2 separate regions of the Arabidopsis thaliana genome follow, and region 1 is linked to region 2. Evidence: chromatin contacts called from public capture Hi-C data. All regions are on one chromosome and are shown on one strand. The core of a region is the stretch at or near the end of the contact, and the rest is flanking DNA. Distances in the headings are between cores, read along the strand shown.

Evidence for each region. Capture Hi-C pulls out chosen DNA fragments and counts their contacts.
Region 1: a contact with region 2 is called in a capture Hi-C map of root, with 2.4 times the contacts expected there. The contact joins the promoter of BLH4 here to the promoter of AT2G22760 in region 2. A contact is called at or near these places in 1 of 26 Hi-C or Micro-C datasets (root) and 1 of 3 other capture datasets (root).

The regions. Positions count from the first base shown.
Region 1 is chr2:10,107,276-10,114,918 of TAIR10.1, reverse strand. It overlaps BLH4 (BEL1-like homeodomain 4), which reads left to right and starts at 1,592. Exons shown (of 5, transcript NM_179713.3): 1 at 1,592-1,923; 2 at 2,141-3,139; 3 at 3,907-4,298; 4 at 5,457-5,517; 5 at 6,495-7,212. The coding sequence starts at 2,183. The coding sequence ends at 6,968.
Region 2 is chr2:9,673,620-9,681,098 of TAIR10.1, reverse strand. It overlaps AT2G22760 (basic helix-loop-helix (bHLH) DNA-binding superfamily protein), which reads right to left and starts at 3,255. Exons shown (of 3, transcript NM_127841.3): 1 at 2,647-3,255; 2 at 2,131-2,508; 3 at 1,597-2,002. The coding sequence starts at 3,087. The coding sequence ends at 1,934. It overlaps AT2G22750 (basic helix-loop-helix (bHLH) DNA-binding superfamily protein), which reads right to left. Exons shown (of 5, transcript NM_001335820.1): 5 at 7,195-7,479. The coding sequence ends at 7,475.

The DNA.
Region 1 (7,643 bases), core at 343-2,842, 440 kb before region 2:
AGATTAAGTAAATAGTTCAAACAAAAATTTGCGTGCTACACAATTTTCGATTTGGTATCTGATTCTGGCATGATAGATTCCAACATAAGTCTCCATAGATATATATACAAGTGGGCTTTTCACTTTTGCTTTCAAGCCTTCCATTAGTATTTATCCTATTGTGGATTTATAACCTACATAGCATATATCCAACATGTCTCTCTAACTGTTTGTGGGATGGATACGCACGTCAAATCGATTTTGGAAATTTTTTTTTTTTTAATATTTAATATACCTAGGATAATGTAATGACTAATGATACGTTAATTTTAACAGAAAATAATTGTGTTTGTATCTATACAACGTCATTATAATGTATGGCTGAAATTAATTTTATAAGTATAGGTTTAGAAAAAGAGATAGCTGAAGGTGTAGTTGTGAAACTACAGAACCATAAAATTTCGTTTTTTCCATGCATTAGTTGTGTGTGGATGGTTTACATATTACAAACATCGATGATGGTGAAAGGCTATCGGCCGACCGTGAAATCGTGCAGAGGATTAATCTTTGGATTTTAGTAAATATTTTGTAAAGATGATTTGGAGGTTTAGTCATCAGGCATGTTGTCATAACATCAAGGTTTTTTTTAAAACAATGGTATTTTTAAAAATATTATTGTTAAAGGGATATTTTTTAAAATGGGTAATCTAAAAAGCAATTTTAAAAAAATTTCAATAATCTTTGAGTGATAAAGTTTTATTAATTAATATAGATATAAAATAATATTTTGAAAGTTGAGAGTATCGTTTAACACAGAATGAGATATTTCCTAATCAATTAACACAAAATGAAACAACCTCGATTTGCAGCTAGATTTTTGCTTTATCATATCAAGCTTGAGGTAATCTCTAATGCTTTTTTTTTTACGATTTCGTGATGATAGATGTAATATAGCGGTTTCTGCAAAGAAATTTAAAATAATTGATTTAGCCACATATGTTACCAAAATGTAATTATAATTTGATCGATTTTTATGTATTTCATTTGTTTCATATTATAATTTGATCGATTTTTGATATATCGTATGATTAGTTAATTGAATAAATGTACATACATGAAAAAGTAGTCTAAAATGACATAGGTCTCCCCTAAACAACAAATACACACAATATTAAAGAATAAAATTAGAGAGCATCATAGGAATATTATATAAGTATTTAATTTGTCAAATAAGAATATTTTATTTTATTTTATTTTGGCTCGAAATAAGAATATATTGAAGCACAAAAATATGTGGAAGTATTTATGGTGGTGGTTTGGTTCATTGAGATATGACCTTTGGACTCACCTTATCTTCCTATTCTTTTTAGTTTGCTTTCATAAATTAGTTTCCAAATTAACTCCTTTAAAATGTTGATATCAGCCGACATTTCCGTGATAAAAAGTTTTTTTTTCTCTTATAAATAAATAATAACGTTGACAAAAAAAAAAGACAAGAAAAAAAAACAAGGATAATTTCGTAATTTCAGGATGTGTATAGTTTTTTTTTGTCTTTCCTCCTCATCGTTATTGATATGAAGAAACCTTTGCCGATTAAAATTAAAAAGAAGATGTTTATAAAAATACTTCATTATAAAAAAATGATAAATCAAGATTTTAATAACAAAAAAATATTAAAGAAGATTGGTGGGTTAAAAAGGGAGGCGATGAAGAAAGAACAGCGACCTCTTCTTCTCTCTTCCCTCTCTCTTCCTTTCTCTTTGGGAGAGATTTTTTTATAAGTTTTTGGTTTTGCAGAATTTGCTGAATAAAAACTCTCACTAACAGAGAAATATAAAATAAAAAGAGTACTCAAGAAAAAGAAAGCTAGAGAGAGAGGTATAGAAGAAAACGATAGCTATAAGCTCATCATCAATCATTTCTTTAATTCTCTGCAACTCCAAGGTACTTCCTCTCTCTCTCTCTCTCTCTCTCTATACCATATATGTAGATGATGACCGAAGCTGAAAGTGAGAACCTTAAAAGAGTTACAAGAAAGAGATTGGAGAAAAACTGTATAATACCTAGTTGACTCCTCTCTCTCTCTCTCTCTTTCTTTTTCTTGTATTTTTTTTTTGTATGTGTTATATAAGATTCTCTGTGTATGTCTGAATCCTTACAGGATCCAAGAGCTTTGGAAAAAAGATATAATGAATAACAAGATATGGGTTTAGCTACTACAACTTCTTCTATGTCACAAGATTATCATCATCACCAAGGAATCTTTTCCTTCTCTAATGGATTCCACCGATCATCATCAACCACTCATCAAGAGGAAGTAGATGAATCCGCCGTCGTCTCCGGTGCTCAAATTCCGGTTTATGAAACCGCCGGAATGTTGTCTGAAATGTTTGCTTACCCTGGCGGAGGTGGCGGCGGTTCCGGTGGAGAGATTCTTGATCAGTCTACTAAACAGTTGCTAGAGCAACAAAACCGTCACAACAACAACAATAACTCAACTCTTCATATGTTATTACCAAATCATCATCAAGGTTTTGCTTTCACCGACGAAAACACTATGCAGCCGCAGCAACAACAACACTTTACATGGCCATCTTCCTCCTCCGATCATCATCAAAACCGAGATATGATCGGAACCGTCCACGTGGAAGGAGGAAAGGGTTTGTCTTTATCTCTCTCATCTTCATTAGCCGCAGCTAAAGCCGAGGAATATAGAAGCATTTATTGTGCAGCCGTTGATGGAACTTCTTCTTCTTCTAACGCATCCGCTCATCATCATCAATTCAATCAGTTCAAGAATCTTCTTCTTGAGAATTCTTCTTCTCAACATCATCACCATCAAGTTGTTGGACATTTTGGTTCATCATCATCATCTCCCATGGCGGCTTCTTCATCCATTGGAGGGATCTACACGTTGAGGAATTCGAAATATACGAAACCGGCTCAAGAGTTGTTGGAAGAGTTTTGTAGTGTTGGAAGAGGACATTTCAAGAAGAACAAACTTAGTAGGAACAACTCAAACCCTAATACTACCGGTGGAGGAGGAGGCGGAGGGTCCTCGTCATCGGCCGGAACAGCTAATGATAGTCCTCCTTTGTCTCCGGCTGATCGGATTGAACATCAAAGAAGAAAAGTCAAGCTACTATCTATGCTTGAAGAGGTAACGTTTTCACTCAATATTTTTTCTCTAACCAAACTAATTAATTTTCTATCAAACTTTTAATGAACCGTTCTAATGATTGAATTGATCAAACAACCAATTTCATATCAATCGCTACAAAATTTTATTTTTCTTCGTGATTTTTTTCTTCTTATATAATTAATTCTAAATCGACCAATATTTTCATAAACTCTATATATGTTATTTTCTTAAAAAAATAAATGTATAGAGAATGACCGACTGGTACAAGAGCACGACACATGCTCTAGTTGGTAAAGCCTGATTACGCAATCCTACTATCACTTATATAATTTTTCTAACTAATATCATTATATGGTGTTATATGGTCTAATTTGATATATTAATGCATATTTTGTGTCACGCGTTTGGTGGCATCGCTTAATCAAATTTAACATAAGAAATTAATATATGATTGATTAAGTGATTTAGTCTTCACAACCATAAATTTTAAATTAGAGTTTCCTTCTCCATATAAGCTAGCCACCTTCACTACGTAACCAAAACTAGTCCTTGAAGTTACTTCATTATTTATCTTACAATTTATTTTGTAGTTGACATTATCTTCTTTCAAGAATTTAGTATATGTTCCAAGATAGCATAAATTGTTAGCAAGAGAAGATAACACATTGAAGTATCTAAACGAACTAATCACTTGAGGTTTATATTTTATCTTAGAAATTGAGCTAATAAAAAAAAAACAAGAACTCATCTATGTATAGTTCATTTATTTAAAATTTAATTTGTAGGTGGACCGACGGTACAACCACTACTGCGAACAAATGCAAATGGTAGTGAACTCATTCGACCAAGTAATGGGTTACGGCGCGGCGGTTCCGTACACGACATTAGCTCAAAAGGCAATGTCTAGGCATTTCCGGTGTTTGAAAGACGCGGTAGCGGTTCAGCTTAAACGCAGCTGTGAGCTTCTAGGGGATAAAGAGGCGGCAGGGGCTGCATCCTCGGGGTTAACCAAAGGGGAAACGCCGCGATTGCGTTTGCTAGAGCAGAGTTTGCGTCAGCAACGAGCGTTTCATCATATGGGTATGATGGAGCAAGAGGCATGGAGACCGCAACGTGGTTTGCCTGAACGCTCCGTTAATATCCTTAGAGCTTGGCTATTCGAGCATTTTCTTAATCCGTAAGTCCATTTTCTAATCCCTTAATAATACTTACCTACTCTTATTCTTCGATAATACTAATCTTCTTGAATGTTGACTATACATTATAAAATGTAGACTACCATAATGCATTGATACCAAGACTTTAACTAATATACGTTTATTAAACTTAAGTTATGAAAGTGACAAAAAAATTTTTTTTTTTATAACTCTTTTGTTATGCGGGAAGATATATTTCTATTTCAATCAAAATTAAAAGCTGCTGGCTTTTTTAGAAAACCAAAATAATTTTTGTAAAATGAAGTTCCGTTTCTTCACTGAGTTTGATTATTTTATGTTTATTACTACTAATAAAAATTTAAATATCAAATATTTTTTCCTTTTCATACCACCCATAAGAATGGTCAGCTAAGAGTACTCCAAAATAACAAGGGTAACAATTCATTGACTAGGAGACTTTCATGAAAACTGTATGTTTATATTTATATTAATGTAGGTTATATTGCATGGCAAATTAAAGGGTTTAAATAATTAATGCAACAAAAGAAGTTTGCAGAGTGAGATCGCAAACTTTTATGCTTTGGGATCATAATAGCATCCTAAGGGTTTCTCTGTCTCTGCCTAACCTTTCCTTTATAGTTTTTTTTTCTTTAATTTGCTTTAATTCATTCCACATACTATTATCAAAAGAAGTAACAATGCCATTAACATAACTACAAAAAAATAAGTCTCAGATTTGTCAGTGGTACAGTTTCATTGGTATATTGTCCCTTAAGAAAGACAGAAATCAAAAAGAGGAAAAAAAAAATCTAAAAGCTGAAAAAAGCAATTTCTTCTGTCATTATTCATCAGTACTTTCTCTATTTAATGTCTGCAGAATTTTACTATTTTGTTGTTAGTGAAGTAAAGAAGAGAAGAGTTGTACAGATAAATATTTTGCTTTATGATGAAAAATAAGTTAAGATACAAAAATAAAATAAAATGCTTCTATTCTGAAATCAGCTTTTTCTTTTGTCCCTTAGATTCTCACGCCCTTGTAAGGAGAAAGTTTGTACCTTTTCTTGCATCTACTTGATTGTGTTTTTCCTCTCTATCTATATTCAAAAAAAGAGAAAAGAAAAAAATTATTGGTTTAGGGTTCTAAAGATTGTGAAGTCATTTTCTGGTCTCTTTCTCAGGTACCCAAGCGATGCTGATAAGCACCTCTTAGCACGACAGACTGGTTTATCCAGAAATCAGGTCAGCCTTTATCTATATAGATACATACATCAATATTTTTTTAATATAATATGTTTTCATACTTATCATACAAGAACCCTTTTAATTACTCATTTACATATATGTACTTAACTCACAATTTACCATATATATCAATCATTTCATCATGCAAAATCTGACATGAGTGGCTTCATGTCTATTCTCTTGCATGGATTTTCAATATCACGAATCATTTGTTTTTCTTGGGGTTCGTTTTCTTCATTAAATACATTATCTACACTTACACACACAAGGATATATAAAACATAGGAGAGAGAGATGTAAGTATTTCTCAAGTACATGAAAGTTTGAAGCTTTCATTTCAATGTTAACTAGCAGACCTCTAAGTCTTGTACACATTAATTATTTACATCACAAGTAGTTTATTACACTTGGCTTCAAATATCCATTAGTATATTTCAACCTTCAAATTGTTGTTTTAACATTATTATGTTTCATGTGTTCAAATAAAAAAACATTATTATGTTTCAAATTTTTAATTTAGAAATTTCATCTAAGCCTTTCAGTAAATACATAAGTTAACATCAAATCAAAATTACTTGAAACATGTCAAAAGTTATCTTGTTCTTGTAAGAATATAATGAAAAATTTAATATATATCTTCTTTTTAATAGATGTCTCAAAGGAAACACATGTATCATAATTTTTACTCCTTTCCTATCATTTTAACTTAAGGTTTTAGCTATCCTATTTTTTTTGTTTCATTTGTTTAAACTAATTTTCTTCACAGTAAATGACTTATTATTTTAACTTTACTTAATATAAAACAAATGAAGTATATACAAAAACAATCAAAACCATATTTAATGTAAAAAGGAGTATTTCACATTTCATTGAAAAGTTTTTTTTTCCTTCTAAAAGTTAAGTTTCTTTTAATATTATAAACTTGTTAAGAGTAAATTGTGATTAATATTAGTTCATATGTCTCGTTTTTTCAGGTGTCAAATTGGTTCATAAATGCTAGGGTTCGCCTATGGAAACCAATGGTGGAAGAGATGTATCAACAAGAAGCAAAAGAAAGAGAAGAAGCAGAAGAAGAAAATGAAAATCAACAACAACAAAGAAGACAGCAACAAACAAACAACAACGACACGAAACCCAACAACAATGAAAACAACTTCACTGTCATAACCGCACAAACTCCAACGACGATGACATCGACACATCACGAAAACGACTCTTCATTCCTCTCTTCCGTCGCCGCCGCTTCTCACGGCGGTTCAGACGCGTTCACCGTCGCCACGTGTCAGCAAGACGTCAGTGACTTCCACGTCGACGGAGATGGTGTGAACGTCATAAGATTCGGGACCAAACAGACTGGTGACGTGTCTCTTACGCTTGGTCTACGCCACTCTGGCAATATTCCTGATAAGAACACTTCTTTCTCCGTTAGAGACTTTGGAGATTTTTAGTCTTCTTTGTTTCTCAATTTATTCATCAAAATTTATTATAGTGAATTTTATTTTTTTGGTTTATCGATATATGTTTTTAGTTTCTTCACATACTTTTAAAATTTCCTTTCTTCTTTAGTTTTTTTTTCTGTCTTTTCTGTCGTAAGAAGAAGAGAGATATACATATATCAAGTGAGATCTAGCTACCAAAGTTCCATATATAATTATGCACATATTTTTATTTTATTCATGAAACTTATATCCTTACATTTTTGTATAGTTTTGTTCATACTAATTTTTTGTTCATATTAATACCCCTGCCAAATTACTCTAAATTTTGTTTTAGATTATGATTATGTACATATATTTTCTGGAAACTAAATTTCGTGTAGCATTTATTGGATTCTTCCATTTGATTTTTGCTAATAAGCGACAACAGTCTTTTAGGAAAGCGCCAATAAGTCACATCACTTTCCTTGTAATATCAAATTAATCATCTCAACTAATCCCTACTTACTACAACTATGTGCTCCTTAATTTAGTAATAGCAACAAAATATACTTGGTACGTACCCGATCGACTTATTAACAATTGTATTATCTTCAGTTTATAGTAAAATAGTTAAGAAAAACGTGACATATTTGTTTAAAAAGAAAACAAATAATCTTTTGAGTTAGGTTCTTTAGTTTTTTTCTC
Region 2 (7,479 bases), core at 2,006-4,505:
TAAAATGTATTTCGACAAAAAAAAAAAAACGCTTTTAAAATGTAGATGAATGGTTACAAATGCATTTACTTACATAATGCAATGTTTGAACGACGATTGATTAATTCCTTAAGTTATCAATAACAATGATATTTAAAGGTGATGTTGACTACGTAATAGAGCAAACACGTGATTTCTCATGTATACATATGGCCACGCTTTTGATAAACTTTCAACTGCAGTGGTTAGAGACTTTAGAGTTAAATCGTCCCGAGAGTGTTTTTTTCATTAAATATAACAATTTTGATTACAAACTAGTGTCCCGTGAAATTGACTTCTTCTTTTCCCACCGAATTTAGTTTTTTCATCTGCATGCTCTGAATGATACTATAATAGCAAATTAGACAATATAATTAAGGTGAATCAGGGAAAACTATCATTAATCAAGCATATTATGGCACACATGCTCTTGTGGTTATGTCAAAACCTCTACGATTATTCACTAATCAAAATCCAAGACAATGGAAGCTGAAGTAACATGTTCGTGTCGATATTCAAAGAGATGGAAACCATAAAATATATAGTAATTAATTATTGTGAGGTATTCACAGTGGTTGACTATCCTTTAACTTTTTTGTTTGTGGCAAAAGACAAGTTGTTGACGGAAGGAAAAAAAAACTTTTAACGGATTGAATTGATCACGTGATATATAGTACATGTGATTCATGTGATCACTCCTTTCTCGATATGAAGGGAGTTTTTAAATTCGAAACTTATTAAGAGAAGTAATTAGGCAAAACATTTTGGTATATGAGCCATTTAAAAGCGTTATTAACAGAGATAAGACATGTGTCAATCCGAAGATCACAAAGTTAAATGTTATCAAGCTATAGCTGACCCTTGATCGTGTGACTATTTATATCGGAAATCAAGAAATAAGAAAGAAATTTTAATAAGCTTAATTTATTGTAATTTTATTCTTAATCGATGCGCTGAATTATTATTTTTATTAAAAATCTTTATCTTAACTTTATAATTGATTAGTATCCCAGATTTGGGGTGAGTATAAACGTATCCAAGAAATGATTTTGTTAGGTGGTACTCAAAGGTTTTGAATTGGCTTTTAATCGTACCGCGTCGTGCGGCAATTATTATTTGGTCACGTCCCTCCGATACTGCCCTTGCCCTATGACTTCTAAATAGTTATTGGTAAATAGTAATAAATTTGGTTGAATTTAGCGTCATTTTTTTTTGAGCAAATGTAGCTTTTTTTTTTGTCGAAAGCAAATGTAGCTAAGTTGTTGAATTTGCTAACTACTGAAACTTTCAAAATAAATTACGAAAACTATAATTGTATATCTTTATTGGGGCAAAACTATAGATAATTAAGTTAATTCTTTTAATCCATTTTCATGCCCTACTATTTTTTCGTAAATATTTCAGAATTTTGTAACATTGACCTTCGATGTAATTTTGCTTTCTACAATATCTTTTTAATGTCAAGCAATCTTCTTTTCCTTTTTTTTTTTTTTTTTGATTGGTTAAAAGGTTTGCTTTCTACAATATGTTTCTTGTTGACATGAATGTGAATTTCATTAAGAATTGAAGAGGGTTTGTCAATAATTACAAAATACTTTAACAAGTCAGAAGGCATTACGACCATGCTAAGGATAAGGCCACATTTGTTTTTTTTTTTTGGACAGCGGATAAGGCCACATTTATTTCTGCCACTTAATAAAAAAACAATTCTGTTATATTTTAAATTCATTATTAACAAACAAAAAATGTTACATCTAAATTAATTCTCAACGGTCGTTATCGGAAATAGCTTTGCTAAAAAAACACATCAAACATGTGGGCACGTGTGAAAAAATCTCAAGAAGAAAACGATAGCAAATCCACGAAACGATTGTGTCAATGTACAGTCTCAGGTTACTAAAACTTGAAAGAAGACCTAAACCATTGCGAGTCTCAGGTTCCGTACAAGATCCTTAAGTATACTCATCGAAAAATCTTTATCCATCTGCCACACAAAAAGTTAAGAAAGCATAATTGTAGATTATCAGTTTCATTAATACATCAATATTATATTGGATGAACTACGAGTTATCCATTTTAGTATTGCATATATATATAGTTATTAATGATCACCTGTGCAAGGACTGTGATGTCGAGAGTCGAGTCTCCGAATGGCAATACGATGCTATTTTCAATGCGCAATTGAAAGTTTTCAATTGTGTTTAGTATGTTGATCATGCACCCTTTGCTTTTCTCGCAAAGGATTCGGATGAGAATGTCATTTTGAGAAATTTTCGCTTCGATTTCTGGTAATGCTTGATCGAATTCAATATGAACTGAAGGAGAACATGATAGGTTAGGTTCCTCGTCGAAAAACACTTTAGATTTCTTTACAAGAATCATGGATTCCATTTGTCTCGTTGCTTCTTTTTCTTCCTTGAGCGTTCTTAGTTGTTCTTGGAGTTGTTTCATACGCGAGATCGCGTCATCAAGAATCGTTACCTTGTCCGCCTAAAAAACCACAAGATAGTTTTGTATTCTCAAAACCAATTGACACTGATGAATTATTATTTTTTCTTCACTATGAAAATATCTATAGTTAAATATATAACAAATTTATCGATAATTTACAATTTAAATTTGCAATACCTTCTTAAGCCCGGGAAGGAGAGCTGAAAGAGCAATGAATTTTTCAGAAAGCTTCTCACGGCGCTTTCTCTCGGCTAAAACATGTTCTTTCGCAAGAACCGGAGATCTTGTGCCATGAGAACATGTTTTTCTTTTGGTTCCACGACCAACCAATTTATCCATAATGATCTCCTCCGCGGCTGGAGAAGAAATAACATTACTAGAGAAATCAAAAGAAATCAGTTGTTGCTTGTTGTTGATCTTCATCATAGGCTTCACCGCTGCCTTTGGCTTCTCTCTGAGGCACTCAAAATGCATTTGATGATCAAACTTTGACGATTGATCAGCTCTTCGTGAATTTGATAAAGATTCATCAGGTGATAAATTATTTTCTTCGTAAATATTAAAGTCGAAATCAATGTCTACTAGTGAGAAATCGGGTAAGAAAAAATCTTCATCCATACCCGAATATGAAGTAATAATCGATAAAGAAATGTCAAATAGTTTCCTGATTAAGACAAAGATAAATCGAGAGACGTCTTTATTGTTTTGTCGTAAAGGGTTTATGAATAGAAAGTGTTTTCAGGTATTCTTACTATATATTCGACAACGAGACGCGGCTTAAATTATTTTCTCCACTCCATAATTATGTTGACCAGATTGTGTATATAATGCATAAAACGTGACGTATATGTATAAACTAAACATATTATGATCGAAACTAGAAGTCTTCTCATTATTGTCTATAATGATCGTATAATTTGTTGGCTTCTAGTGGTCTGAGATTCATATACGTGTTATGAATTTGAAAAAAAAAAAACTACGTGTTATGGACCCAAAAAAAAAAAGTAAGAGAAGAGAGACGTGTAAATAAAATAAGCACGTGTTTTTGGTGTTGAGCTTATTCCCACTCGGAAACAACAAGGATATAGAAAAACTCTGTAAAGCCTCGTCCCCGTCTTCCCGTCCATCTAACAACCTCATTACTTTTTATAAAGGAAAATATACAAAAGTTATACTTTATTATCTTTTATTTATTATTTTAATTGTAATTTTATCCAAAAAAAAATCATATGAAATGTTAAGTTTTATACCGTTTGCAAATTTTTCATCCAGAAAATTACATTGTTAAATTGAAAGAGAAAAAAAACAAAATTTACTTACGAAACAAAAAATTACAACAATTTTTTAATGAGTTTGAAAATTCATGAACATATCTCGACTCGTTATACTGCAATAAATTAGATTAATGGTGGATATGATATCGAGGGATATGTTGCAGAAGAAGTTATGATACCATGTGGATGTCGACATCTATACATTTATAAACAAGTTGTGTTTGATAATTAATCGATCATACTGTTTTGTCTTTAAACTCAATTTGATTCCGATAAGGCGATAACGACCCCAGACATAATAAATGTCCCTACTCCCTACCAAACGGGTTATTTAGTCTTAACTGCACTAATAAGAGGCCAGACCAGGTTGGTATGATGACGAATTCACATATACATCCACTATCCAGCCCAAAAATGCAATGGTTCTGGGCCATGGCCATTTAAAAACAAACATTTCATATGAAGGATTTATGTAAGAAAATTAAAAAGTTAATATGCCTACAATATAAGATCCAAAATTAAGGCTTCCAATTAGTCTGGGTCGGTTTAATTCACTAGTTCTCTGATGAAACGATTATGTACTGATTCGACTAATTCAATGTAATGACTAAACAAAAAAAAAATAAAAATGTAATGACTAAAAAACTGGATAATGAATTAATATGAGCAAAAAAAGAATTAATATGACAAACATATTTTTAACTAAATTATAAATATCAAAATTAGAAATTGTTCAATTGGTACTGATAGTTTTTTTTAAACAGTACCAAAAATATTAAAATTATAAATTGCCTTTGTCTCTAGTAATATTGGACCTAATTGTTTCTTCTTCACAAGCAATTTTATTAAAAAGGTGGACTAGCTTTAATTTGCTCATCATCCCTTCGACAAAAACCCAAAAATTGAAATGGTCTCGGCATTCGCAATTTGAGTTTGAATATATTTTTCCGTAAGCAGATCAGGAACTTGCTCTCCAACGCAAATTCGGAACGTTAGGAATCCTAAGTCTAACTTAGGATAAACGCCAATGTATGCGGCATGGAATTGGTAAGCTCTTGGAATATTCTTTCCGTAGTAATGCGTACTACAATTATATGTGTGTACATGTCTATCGTCACGATATATTTGATAATAAAGATTTGGTACGTATCTCTTGAAATGAAGTCACAACAGTGCCTTTTAAAAAGGTCAGTAGAATTATAAAATGGAGATTTTGTTAGAAAATTTTGGATACGAAATCTGGATAACATATAATATTTTTTTATTTATGATATAAAGTGAGACAAATGTGTATCCATGCCATGGTCCTTCCGGTTGGTGGTGCGGTGGGGACGGGATATGCCGCCGAAATATCATAAATCCAGCTGACGACCAATCTTTTACTCACACACTCTCTTTTCCTTTTTCTTTTTTATATATCATATTATTACATTAACACACTATTTCGTCAATGAGTTTGGATAGGACCAATCATTTTCATTTTATTATTGTCGTCCTAATCAAACTCACTGTTAAGGGGCCTTCCAATTTTGTCTTTTTCCTTCGTCCATAATTCTAATAGTTGGGAACTAACCATTTATATTATTCTATTTTATATACAAAAAAAATAGATTTTAGGTATGAAAATTGTTAGTGTTATTGGTTAGCCACTGGATCCGTAATTATTTGAATTCTTCATATAATATCAAAAACAAAAATGAGTTATTATAATTATAGACTACGTACTAATTTTTTTAGTTTATCATATGTTGAATTTCTTCAAAGCGAGAAGAGAGAAGACAACAAAACAAAATTCTTATAAGCGAGCTCCTACTATAATTTAATAAGATATTTTCCATCAAAACCCAAAACCAAGTTAGATAAAAAAATTCTAACAAATGTAAATTATATATAGTATAAGCGTTATTTCTTATCTAATACCCCTACTAGTTTCAGAAATATACCAGTAGCCTTTCTCTTCCCATCATTAAGGACAATTATGGTCCAGAAACAAAATATCATGTAATTAAGATTGCTGTTAGCCTGTTAGGTACTTAAGTTTATGTGACCTTCTAGGCATTTTGGTTGGACTTTTTGGACCTGACGAAGACAAAACAAAACTCCAAAGAACACTTTTGGTTTTCACATTTGTTTGACCTCCGTGAAACGAGTTTCCAATAGAATAAGGAAAATGCCACGTTTTTAATTCAATTAAATAACTCATGGCTCATGCATTGCTTTGGTCGCCTGTTTTTAAGGAATTTCCACTATAACTATAACTTTTGCTTTTTACTTTTTTCCGTAAGATGTGAACTAAATCATGGGGAGTGGAAATTAGTTTAATTACTTATAAAATTGAGGTCTACTCCCACGTTTTCAATTCAATTAAATATTTTTTGTTTTTGTTTTTGTTTTACGATTATAGTTTTTTCTTTGGATTCAATTGCTATAGTTTCTAGAAAGCTATATATGTATATGTACATTCTGATAATGTGTGAATTTTCTCATACATAAAACTAAAAAATTTCAATAGATTAATATACGTATAGAATCTCAAACACTCCTTCATGCTTTGGTAAAAGTTGTCTGCTTTATGACTTTTTTCTTAAATCTAGCCAACTGAAGGTTTCTAATTTCGGTCCTCGTTTTAAAACGTTACTTTTGACTATATTTAATTAAATAAATTTAAAAAACATAATGATTAGCAAATGAAAAGGTGCGACTGAAAAAGTATTGCATGAAAAATTGATTTTATTTTCACTTTTAATACACATTTTATCACATAGACATAACTCATAAGTCATTACACGGTTTTGACAAAATGCTCGTGAACTGACCAAAATATTTTTAATGAAAAAGACTGAATCCAAATGCGTCCTAATTAAACCTGATTATAACAGTTTATTAAAATTTCCGTTTGCGATATATCAAACTCTATGGAGTATATACATACTTTAGTTAAGATTGAAGAGTTTTTTTTTTTGTTTGAGTTTGATTTTATATACATTTACATTGATATAATCTTCCTATATTTCACAGAAGGCATTTTCGTAATCTTTCCTACAATGTCATCTATATAGGGTTTGAATGTATACACAACTAGTTCACGTTTTGAAAACGTGATTCCGTTACTTATAATTACCATTCAAAATATTTATTTAATTTTGTGTTTTCACTATATCGTATACCACTATCGTGTTAAAAAAATGTGATTAATTTATTAAAACTAGTTTTTTTTAGCCTTTCATAAGTATTATACGAAAAATTTCTCTCGTTTAGTTTATTCAGTTCTTTCGTTATTCACCTGTAAATTCCATAATATATCAAACATAGATGGTTTGAAAGACAAATATTATCGTAAACAGTAAACTACTCAACCATTTTAACAGTAATTATCATATAAATATATCGTAGTGACTATAATTGACAGAAAAGCTTATCAAAATACAAAGAAACATATCGGACGTTTATTAAACTAACGAAATGCTTTACATCGCAGGAAATATATATCCAACAACTGCGAAAAAAATTCCGTCCCAAATGAAACTGGAGAGAAATAATTACTAAACATTTGATGATATGCATCTTAAAGCACACTTAACAACACAAGAACAAGGATCTTTAAATGACTTAAGAATCTCCATACAACAAACTTAACAACTAAAAAACCACTTTCATGGAAAAACTGATTTTGGATTCTTCGATCGGAGAAATCGATGATGAATGTGTATATGTATGTAACGTGAAACCAATTAAG